2 separate regions of the Sus scrofa genome follow, and region 1 is linked to region 2. The links are chromatin contacts, called in public Hi-C maps. All regions are on one chromosome and are shown on one strand. The core of a region is the stretch at or near the end of the contact, and the rest is flanking DNA. Distances in the headings are between cores, read along the strand shown. Region 1 overlaps NLK (serine/threonine-protein kinase NLK). Region 2 has its middle 51 kb from the start of NLK.

Region 1 (5,503 bases), core at 1,132-3,631, 190 kb after region 2:
TCAAATCCTATATATTGAACAAGGATCTTGGGTTGCTGCTGAAAGAATGTCTAAGGCAAGTGTGAAGCAACTGGAACAGGATTCAGATATCTCATTTTCTAGAGAAATACATAGGTCTTGAATTTGCCAATCTGATGTAGCCACTAAAGGAGAACTCACATCTTTCTGTCATCAGTGTATTTTGGGGTGAGAAATCAAGATCTAAAATAGGAATAGAGTCTAACTTCTAAATGGAAATAGGTGTTTTCTTTAGCATTTCCTCTTTACTTTTGAGAAATAAATACCCTGTGTACTGTAATAGCAGTAGACTTCATAAAGATGTTACTCATCCATGGAACTAACCCATTTTAGACAACTCTCGCAGTATGTCCATTTGTTTTCATGAGCCAGTCATTCCCTTCTGCTCTTTTTAGAGGTCCAAGAGTACTGCCAGGACACTTTTCCCAAAAAGCTTTGTGTAGAGATCTTTAATTCTGTGCAAAAATAGCTACTTGAGTGTCTCCATTATCCTGGAGGGCAGTGATGCTGATGGCTACCCCATGGTTTAGTTAAGTGCAAAAAATAGTGCTTTATATTTGGCAGCCCCAGAATCAGGAAAAGCAGTATTCTCTGGGTAAAAATTTTCTTTCCTGGAGGAATCCAAATGAAATGTTATTGCTAATTGGGTTATGAAGTTAGAACAATGATAGCACTACAGAAAATTGTTAAGGTAGTTTGCTACCTACAAAGACTTCTTTGTGAGACCATTGTTACTGGTCTCTGTTGTTGTGGTGACTAATTAGATGTGGCCTTATGCAGTGTCATAGTTTTCTGAGTACCACAGTTTTCTCCAGCATAAGAGATTTCTAGCAAAACTAGAATGTAAAGGGTATTTTTTTTTTTTTTTTTTAGGCCACACCTATGGCATATGGAAGTTCCCAGGCTAGGGGGTTGAATCAGAGCTGCAGCTGCTGGCTTACACCGAAGCCACAGCAACACCAGGTCCAAGCGCATCTTTGACCTACACCACAGTTCACAGCAATGCTAGGTCCTTAACCCACTGAGCAAGGTCAGGGATTGAACCCTCATCCTCATGGATTCTAGTCAGGTTCATTATCACTGAGCCACAACAGGAACTCCCTGTTTTCTATACTTTTATCACATGGATTCATAGTAAACATTTCTTTTTTTTTTTTTTAATAGCCTAGAAAGTGAGAGTAGGGGCTTCTACCAATTAATCTGGAATTTGCCTTAAGGTTTTCCCCCCAAAATTTGGTCCTCATCTCTCAGGCTTTAAGGGTAATGAGAAGTTGTTTCCGTGCGCTTACCCTCCGTCTGTATTTCATGTTTCCTCGTAGTTGGATTTGATCACAGATCTCTTGGGCACACCATCGCTGGAAGCAATGAGGACGGCTTGTGAAGGCGCTAAGGCACACATACTCAGGGGTCCTCATAAACAGGTAAAAGCAGAGGGAGGGGCTCTGTATTTGGTAACCATCTGTTTGGGCAGAGCTTCCCGCCAACTGAATAATGAAGTGAGAATCTTTAAACAAAAACATTACTTGTAGGTTTTATTTATTTTTTGATGTTACGGCCATAAGTAAGAAAATGTTAAAATATTTGTCAAACCAAATTAAATATAGTGATTCCCAGTGCTGTAGAAGAAAGTAAATATTTTGTAGCCCCTTTGCTAATAAATGACCCCTGGCTTTTGTCTCCTGGTTTTTGATGTGTCTGGGGGAAGTTATTGGGGGTAGAGCTTTGACCTCAGTGCCACAACCTCATGCATGTATATCAAGGTATCCTTTCCGTATACTGAGCCAAAATACCTGGTATCTCTTATTCCAGCCAGAAAGGTGAAGCTGTTTCTGTTGCACTCTTGCCACAAACACAGAATCAGATGTGAATGTTGTTAGAAGTATGAAAGCATTGCCAGATTTGCACTGATCAGTATTACTTGCCACCAGCCAAGTCACTGCTGAGAAAGACAAAATGGTTATTACCTCCATCCTGTTGATTTAACAGCATTTTTTAGAAGCACTTTCCTAATCTCCCTTGGACAAAACAGCTTAATGATGTGAAGAGTAAGGGGAGTGCTTTTCTAGGATCAACAAACCAAAATAGACAAGAGAGGGTTTGAACAAGAAGACTTGGCAACGAACTCTCCTGGGCTTTGCCTTGCTTTCTTTTAAACTGGGCATTTAGATAATCTGCTTGATCATTAGATCTGGTCGATCTAATTTTTGGACCAAAGGACAGACCAAGTTTGACACTTCTCTCAAATCACCCACCAGCCAATTGGTCAAGGCCTTGCCTTTCCCTTGTCGTTCCCTCTCTGTGATTCTCATATGAGTCCAGAGTTTATATTTACACAGGCAAAAAGGGCATTGGGTCAAACGCGTTATCTTCTAAAACCAGCCCGAACCAGTAAGTGTAGATTTACTACTAGAGATGGAGGTGCTGGTGTTTATATAGCCCCCTGCTGGTCATATCCTTCTATTGCATTTAGTTTATACACATGAAATAACATGGGCCCTGACACCCGGAGAAGAGCACAGTAAAGCTCACCTAGAGGAAGGTTCTATATTAATAGAAGAAATGAACAAGATCTTTTATGTTCAATTTATTGGTCAGTATCGGGAATGCTAATTTATCAATACCTGGCACATGTACCTTCAAAGCAGATTTTTTTAAAAAATTCATTTGTATATGTGCAAATACTACGTGAGTACCTATAAAATAAAAATTTTACAAAGAGTTAGACATCCTTAGCTACCCCTCACATGCCATCCTAGTGTCTTTTGGTTTAATTTGAGAATATCTTTCCAGACATTTTTCTATGTATTTATTTACATACATTCATATAGACAGAAACATATGTTCTATTTGTTGGAACCTTTTAAAAAATATAAATATACATACACAGAAGGAGACCCTAATTGGCTGTCTTCTTAAGGTCACAGATTACTGCCTCAATATACTTAATGTTGGTTGATTGACATATATACTTCCATGTGGTATATCACTCAGGACTCTTTCTAGTTTAAGTTAAAACTGACTTAAGCATGAAGTTCCCTGGTGGCCTAGCAGTTAAGAACTCATTGTTATTGCCATGACTCAGGTTCAGTCCCTGGCCCAGGAACTTCTGCATGCCACAGACACATCTAAGGAAAAAAAGGGGGGGGGGACCCAAAACCTGACTTAAGCAAAAAAGGAACTTACTGGCTCTTATCACTGAAAAGTCTTGAGCTACCACTGACTTCAGGCTCTGCCAGATTCAGGTAGTCACGTGATGTTTTGTGCCAGGAATCTGACTCTCTTATGTTCTGTTTCCCTGTGTATTGGCTTCATTTTCAGACCAGCTTTCCCCCATGTGTTTTGCAAAAATGGAACTAGCAGTCTAAGCCTATATTGTATTAGCATATCAATCCTTCAGGAAAGAGCTTTCCCAAATAGATCCAGAAAAATATCTTGAAGCCTTCTGATTCAGTTAGGAATGTGTTTTGTTATGAGTCGTAGAAAACCTTGCTTATAATAGCTTAAAGAAATAGAAGTTTATTTTTTCCTCATATCATGAAGACCCAGAGGTAGGCAGTCTGATGGTGGCATAGCACCTCAATTACGGCATGGAAGATCTAATTTTTTTCCTTCCTTTCTGCTCTGCCATCTTTAGAATGTTGATCATACTCTCTTGCTTATTGCTTCGTGGTCACAAAATGGCTTGTCCAGAAATCATATCCATATTCAAAGCAGGAAAATGAGGAATGAGGGAGCACTAGCAGTATCTATTCCCTTTATCAGGAAAGCAAAAGTTTTCCTAGAAGCCTGCCTACCAGACCTCTACTTGTATGTCATTATCCAGAACTGTGTGATAATGTGGCCTCCCAGATGCAAGACAGGCTTTAAAAATGTGTCTCTTCTATCCCATATAATAAAAGTAGATAAAGGATAAAGGACTTGGGGGTCTTGGTAGGTTAGCCATTCCATTGGCTGTTCCCAACCTGTTTTAGGCCATGTTTCCATCCTGGAACTAGTAATATATCATCTGATTGGCCAAGCCTGGGTCAGGTGCCCATTCTTAGAGCTGGGAGATTGAAATCAAGCCCAGCCAAACCTCTTGATTTGAGAGCTAGAAAGGGAATGTTTCCCTAAAGGTCAGGAAATGATGGGCAGACAAAAAAACTGTATGGTTTTTGGTTTTTTTTTTGTCTTTTCTAGGGCTTCTCCTGCGGCATATGGAGGATCCTGGGCTAGGGTCTAATTGGAGCTGTAGCCACCAGCCTACACCACAGCCACAGCAACACTGGATCCGAGCCGAGTCTGCAACCTACACCATAGCTCACGGCAGCACCGGATCCTTAACCCACTGAGCAAGGCCAGGGATCGAATCCGCAACCTCATGGTTCCTAGTCGGATTCGTTAACCATTGCGCCACGACGGGAACTCCTTTTTTAATTTGTCTCTTTTCTGCAACTCAAAATCTTGGATGAAGGGAATCTTAGCTGCCATGGCCCGGGTGTCTATTAAGACAGATACCTGTTGAGGCATGGCCCTGTTAATAAAATTGAAAAGTCTATTTTCAGCCCTTAGTTGCTTTGTTCATCTTTTATAAGATGTAGATCTTCATTTTTACTTAACTATTCTCAGCTAGTTGTGTCAGAAATAGGTAAAATACTTTCACTGAGGTAGAAATAGTCTTGTCTCCTAACAGAGACCTTATCTTACAGTTAAGAGAATCAGAGTATGCTACAGAGTTCATTCAATTCAAACTTCTTGGAACTGTCCTACACTTTGGTGGGAGCATAAATTGGTACAACCACTATGGAAAACAGTATAGAGTTTCCTCAGAAAACTAAATATAGAACTACCATATGATCCAGCAATCCCACTCTTGGGCATATATCCAGACAAAACTATAATTCAAAAAGATACATACATCTGCATGTTCATATCAGCCCTATTCACAATGGCCAAGACATGCAAACAACCTAAATGTCCATCGACAGATGAATGGATGAAGAAAATGTGTACATATATACAGTGGAATACTGCTCGGCCATAAAAACAAAATAATGCCATTTGCAGCAACATGGATGCAACCAGAGATTATCATACTAAGGAAAGTAGGTCAGAAAGAGAAAAACAAATAACATGATAGAACTTAAATGCAGAATCTAAAATATGGCACAAATGAACAGAAACAGACTCAGACGTAGCAACAGACTTGTGGGCACCAAGGGGAAGGGGGAGGGAGTGGGATGGACTAGGAGTTGCAAACTCCATGCAAACTGTTACAGTTAGAATGGATAGGAGTTCCCGTCGTGGCGCAGTGGTTAACGAATCCGACTAGGAACCATGAGGTTGCGGGTTCGGTCCCTGCCCTTGCTCAGTGGGTAAATGATCCGGCGTTGCCGTGAGCTGTGGTGTAGGTTGCAGACGTGGCTCGGATCCCGTGTTGCTGTGGCTCTGGCGTAGGCCGGTGGCTACAGCTCCAATTCAACCCCTAGCCTGGGAACCTCCATAT
Region 2 (5,643 bases), core at 849-3,348:
ATGGATCCTAGTTGGGTTCATTGCCACCGAGCCACGATAGGAAGTCCCAGATGCTCTTTGAAATGGGCCGGGTGTGGCTTTAACCACTCACAAGCCAGCGGTTCCTCTGTTTCCCTTCATGTGGTGTGAGCAGCTTCACCACATTCAGGCCTCACCTTAAATCCTCAGAATATTTCCTCAAATTGCCTGTGCCCATCCTGGAGGCAGCGCTGCACACAGAGAGGGGGAGAAGCAGCTGCTCATTACTGCCCCTACCCCCAGATGTGACTCACCTCTGGAGGTGGGACTGGACAGCCAGAGGGTTGCGTAGGTGACCTTATAGCTCGGGTCACTAAGTTCCAGGCATCCCCAAATGCCGTTGACCTTTTCTTTCCCTCTGATGAGTTGATGCCAGGCTTCTGGTGGCAGGGATCCAGCTCCCAGCCCCCAGGCCAGTTGCATGACCAGCCTGGCATGTCAAGGGAGTCTAGACTCCAAATGGCACAGGTCAGAGCGAACTGCCTGTGTGGGTGGTTTCTTCCCATCTGTACACTGACCGGTCAGAGCAAAGCCAAGTCAGCCCAAGTTTCAGAAGCAGAAAACTAATTCTAATTCTACCTGACACCTCTCTCCTTCCTTCAACTCAGTCATGCTGGATGCACCAAGGTAACTGCATCCTTCCAGCGTCCGTCCATCCCCCGTCCACTTACCCACCCTGTCCCTGTGCCTTCCTGGCACAGCAGTGGACACTCATTCCTTGGTCCCTTTTGTCAGCTGACATATTTGTTCCCACATCAGAACTTTTTTTTTTTTTTTTTTTTTTGGCTATACCCCCCGGCATGTGGAAGTTCCCAGGCCAGGGACCGAACCTACACCACAGCAGCAACCCATACTGCTGCAGTGAAAAGGCTGGATCCTTAACTTGCTGCACCACAGTGGGAACTCCCCATGTCAGATCTTTAAAAAAACAAAAACAAAACGAAAAAACATGCATTGAGCTCCCAACTTGTAGCTGGTTATCTGGGAAGTGATTAACAGGTACTGTCTCATTTATTTCCCACACATACCCTGGGAGGGAGGTACTAGTATTAACCCCATTTTATAGATACGAAAACAGGCTCCGTGTGATTAAGAAACTGGCCTGGATTCCACATCCAGTGAGGACTCGAGCCAGGATGGGAGGTCTCTCCAATTCTTGAACCCAGTTTGCTACCACTATGCCATCCTGTTCCCTTTGACCCAGCCCTGCGATGTTGACCTCACCCCCTTGGCTGACTCATCTTCACACAAACTCTGCTCTCTCTGCTGTTCAAGGCTGAGGTCACTCACCACCAGCGCCACCGCCACCACCACCACCACCACGACAGGCTGGCGGCTCTTCGCTACCCCGCCTGCTTCACTACCTGAAGTCCCCTTTGCGCTTCTGAGCAAAGCCGCCTGAGATTTTCAGTCTTGTTTTAATACTAAGAGGTCTGGGTTCCCAGAAGACGCTCTCCGACATAGTCATTGACTGATATGGTGAGAAAGCCTAGAGTAGCCCCACCAAAGGCTGGATTCAAAAATCCACCGGCCAGGTACCAGGCTCTCAGCATCCAGCCCGGTCACATAAACTCAGGATGCAAGGAAGGCACAGGGAGTGTTTCCCTAAGCATGTCTGAGGGCACCCTTGCCCCAAGAGATGCTATACCAAGGAAAGTTTCCAGAGTCAAATAGTTCTGGAAAACACTGTATATTCTAATTTCTGCCTAAAAGTTTGCCACACTTCAGCAAATTTTAAGTTTGAACAGTTTTTCAGTAAAGCGATTTATTTCTTTTTAACTCAGTGTTTCTTCCATTTCTCTAACCCCAGAATGCTTTCATCCTTTTTAGGTTTCACAGCATTCATGTCCAGTGGAACGGACTTTGGGAAATGCTGTTCTGGTACCTCCAGCCTCCCCTGAATCAGACGTGCTTCAGCGGCAGATCACCAGCCTGCTGGCTATAACCACCCACTCCACGGGCAGTGCCAATGGGGCCAGCAGCACGTGGTCTGGGCCCATGGAGCAGAACTCCCACTCCCACTGCCGGCGGGACCCTCTGGCCACCTCTCTGACCCCTGGACTCTGGACCCAGCTGCCAGCCCAGCCCAGAACTGACTGCCCTTGACTGGATCCCTGGCCTTCAGGCGTGGCTCGGTCCCTGGCTCCTGGTGCCCGCGCTGTCAGAAGAGTCCTGGCTGTCTGCACGCCTGCTCCCTGCCAGGGAGGACATGCTGGAGAGAGGGCCCAGGTGACACTTCCTAAGGCAGTACTTAAGCAGAGCCTCTGGATGGGGAACTGGCCTCTGTCGGAGCAGAGGCATCCAACAGCTTGCAAGGCAAAGACACAAACAGCGCCTGAGCACAAAACGCCTTCACAAACACTCGGCGTGCGAAAGAACCCACCTGTCTCTCCACCACCCCACCCACCAGGTAACACCCGCAGCAGCAGCGGCAGCAGCCACCTCCGCCTCCGCCCCAACAGCCGAAGTCATGTGAATGCTGCCAGCCTTTGCCTGTCAGCTTCTCAGAACTGGTACATTCTGTCCAGCTTAACACCCAGGACAAGAGATCGAGAAATAGTGACAACAGCAAGAATCCCAGGACAGAGTGGGGCAGGCGTGAGAGGTATACGAAATCAATACAGTCATCTGCTTCCTCCTGACATTTGCTCCTTCAAACCAGGCATCCTCTTTTCTTTCTTCCTTTCTTTCTTTCCTTTTTTTTTTGGGCCGCACCTGCGGCATATGGAGGTTTCCAGACTAGGGGTCGAATCGGAGCTGTAGCCATCGACCTACACCAGAGCCACAGGCACACCATATCCAAGCCACGTCTGCGACCCACACCACAGCTCACGGCCATGCCGGATCCTTAACCCACTGAGCAAGGCCAGGGATCGAACCTGTGTCCTCATGGAGGCTAGTCAGATTCATTTCCGCTGAGCCACGATGGGAACTCCCCAGGCATCCTCTTTTTAAGGACCTAGATTAATAAGATCCATGCCTACGGACCTTGCATGCAAACATCCATTTAAAGCAATGGCCGGATGAGGTTTTCCTGAGTGTGTGCCTGGCTGATGGGTAAACGCGTGTCTGTATGAGCCAGGGAGGGGAAGTGAGAACACAAGAAGAAGCCAAAAGGGAAGGAAGCGAGACAGCACTGCTTAAAAAAGGTACCTATTTCCCAGGATTGATAATTAACCTCAGCATCAATCACTGCTTGCCTTTCCTACCTCGACCGTATCCCCACGTTGGTTCCCCCTGCCATGAAATTTATAGCCCCTCTCTTGAAAGGCTACCCTCTACAGTAAACAGAGGACCAGAACAATAACTAGAGGGCAAAGCAATTAACCACTTCCCCAGGCTGAAGTTCCAGCCTCTTATTGCCTTGATAATTTACTCTGTAAAGTGGCAGGCACCCTGGCTCAGAGTCACATTCCAAATCTGTTTAAAAGACCCTGAATTCTGCTGAGTCTGATTTTACTCCATGAACGGGAGGAAAAGCACTAAGGTCTTCAACATCTCATTGTTTGGGGCTAAATGTCACTCACGATGCTTACTTAAAAGCCTATAATTATAATACAACTTGGTTTTCCTGCAAAGCTTCCATATCCTGGTATGCGAAGAGACAGAATCCGTGGTTGCATTGTTTTAGAGAGTCTTTGACGCAGTGGACCAAAAATTTTATGCCTGGGTGTCATCCATTCTCCAACTACATCTTCCCATTTCCACCGAGATCTTGGAGCCCTTAGGCCCAGCCTCATAGTTCTCATGGGAAGGTTGTGGAGGTTTTGAGCTTCCAGGGAAGGCACAAGAAATGGGGACACCAAGACCCAAAGGAGCCCAAATTAGATCACAGTCTGGCCAATTCTGAACCTATGAGCTCATCATCTTGCTCTGACCTCTTCTTGCCCCCAACTGCATTTCCTCCTGTTTCCTATTCAGTGAATGTCTCCACCATCCGCCACCGGCTCAAGTCACAAACACAGGGAGCATCTGGGTCTTGTCCATGTCCCTCACCACCGCCCTCGTGCACATGCAACCTGTCCCTTGCGTTCTCTCTTCTCCAGCCCCCCCAGAAGCAGCTTTGTTGAGACCACCAGCTTCCTCTGGCTGAACAACAGGCTCCTAAGTGGTCTCCCAGCCTCCAGTCTTGCTCGCTTCTGCCTGTTTTCCAGACTACAGTCAGAATGAGCTTACAGAAACACAAAACACGGTCGTGTTACCACTCTGCTTAAAATCCCTCCGAACCCACCTGTGCTCACCACGTTCACCAGCAAGGAATTCGAACCCTGATCTTGGCACCCAGTGCCCTTCAGGCTGGTCACCCCAGCCACCCCTCCTGCTTCTTTTCTTGCCACTCCCTCTCCTGCCAAATATTAAACTACTGTAGTTTCTAGAATGCAACATGGCCCGCTCATGTCTCCAGCCTTTGCACATACTATTTCCACCTTTTGGAACAATTTTCCCTCTTCCTCCTAAGTCTTATTCATTCTCCAAGTCTCAATGTATGCCTGCCTTCCTCTGGAAAACTTTCTGGAAAGGTAAAAAGCCCATCTTGCCTCCCTATTCGCACCAAGTGTTCACATAAAAACATGCTATTCCAGGAGTTCCCATCGTGGCGCAGTGGTTAACGAATCCGACTAGGTTGCGGGTTCGGTCCCTGCCCTTGCTCAGTGAGTTAACGATCCGGCATTGCCGTGAGCTGTGGTGTAGGTTGCAGACGCGGCTCAGATCCCGCGTTGCTGTGGCTCTGGTGTAGGCCGGTGGCTACAGCTCCGATTCAACCCCTAGCCTGGGAACCTCCATATGCCGCGGGAGCGGCCCAAGAAATAGCAACAACAAAAAAGACAAAAGACAAAAAAAAAACCAAAAAACAAAAAACATGCTATTCCAGAGTTGCTGTCGTGGCTCAGCAGTAACGAACTCGGCTAGTATCCGTGAGGACGTGGGTTCGATCCCTGGCCTTGATCAGAGAATTTAAGGATCTGTGCAGAGAGCTGTGGTGTAGGTCACAGACGCAGCTCAGATCCTGCATTACTGTGGCTGTGGCGTAGGCCAAGCCTCTAAACCAACCAACCCCAAAGCCAGTGGAACTTCAGTTATGAACAATAGTAAAATTACCGATTGTTTAAGCCCATTTGACCCAGGATTTCTGTCACTTCAGCTAATTTACAGGGAAGAAAGAATGTTTAACTTTCTATCAGAGTCAGTGTCACAGGAGAGCACAAAAGGGGCATTTGCTCTGAACCCCCAATCAAAGCAAGAAGCCCCTCTCCCGACTGAAAGCAATTTAAACTGCTACTGCTGTGTTCGCTGTGCAGAATACTGACTCCAGAGATCTTGTGAGCACTGAGCCCTGAGGTGGAGGCTAGAGGAGCACCTGTCCCATGGGATCATTTGACAAAGCAGATTAGGTGCTGGTGAAGCCTTGCACTTGCTCGGAGACCGATTAACCGGAACTCTTCCTAACTGCTGTACTTTGAGTGCACCTGGAAGAAGTAACGAGGGTTCAGAATTTCAAAGCTGCCACTCCATCACCCACAGCCTGGGGCAAGAACAATGTAGACACACCAAACAGCCATACTCCCCAGACTATGGTCCTCAGCAAAGAGCATCAAATGGCAGGTGCATCAAACACCTCGAACA

Evidence for each region. Hi-C and Micro-C count contacts between places; a contact is called where the count stands out from the background.
Region 1: a Hi-C map of liver shows a contact between it and region 2, with 2.1 times the contacts expected there. The contact joins two enhancer-like sites. A contact is called at or near these places in 4 of 47 Hi-C or Micro-C datasets (liver and skeletal muscle).

The regions. Positions count from the first base shown.
Region 1 is chr12:44,533,895-44,539,397 of Sscrofa11.1, forward strand. It overlaps NLK (serine/threonine-protein kinase NLK), which reads left to right. Exons shown (of 11, transcript XM_021067474.1): 7 at 1,338-1,439. Among named protein-coding and RNA genes, the nearest start is that of TMEM97, 67 kb to the right of the region's middle. Within about 2 kb of position 2,382, at least 5 of the 83 cell types and tissues checked have an H3K27ac peak or open chromatin away from gene starts, as enhancers often do. A contact at or near this core is called in liver, where this site is marked.
Region 2 is chr12:44,348,898-44,354,540 of Sscrofa11.1, forward strand. No RefSeq gene overlaps it. Among named protein-coding and RNA genes, the nearest start is that of NLK, 51 kb to the right of the region's middle. Within about 2 kb of position 2,099, at least 6 of the 83 cell types and tissues checked have an H3K27ac peak or open chromatin away from gene starts, as enhancers often do. A contact at or near this core is called in liver, where this site is marked.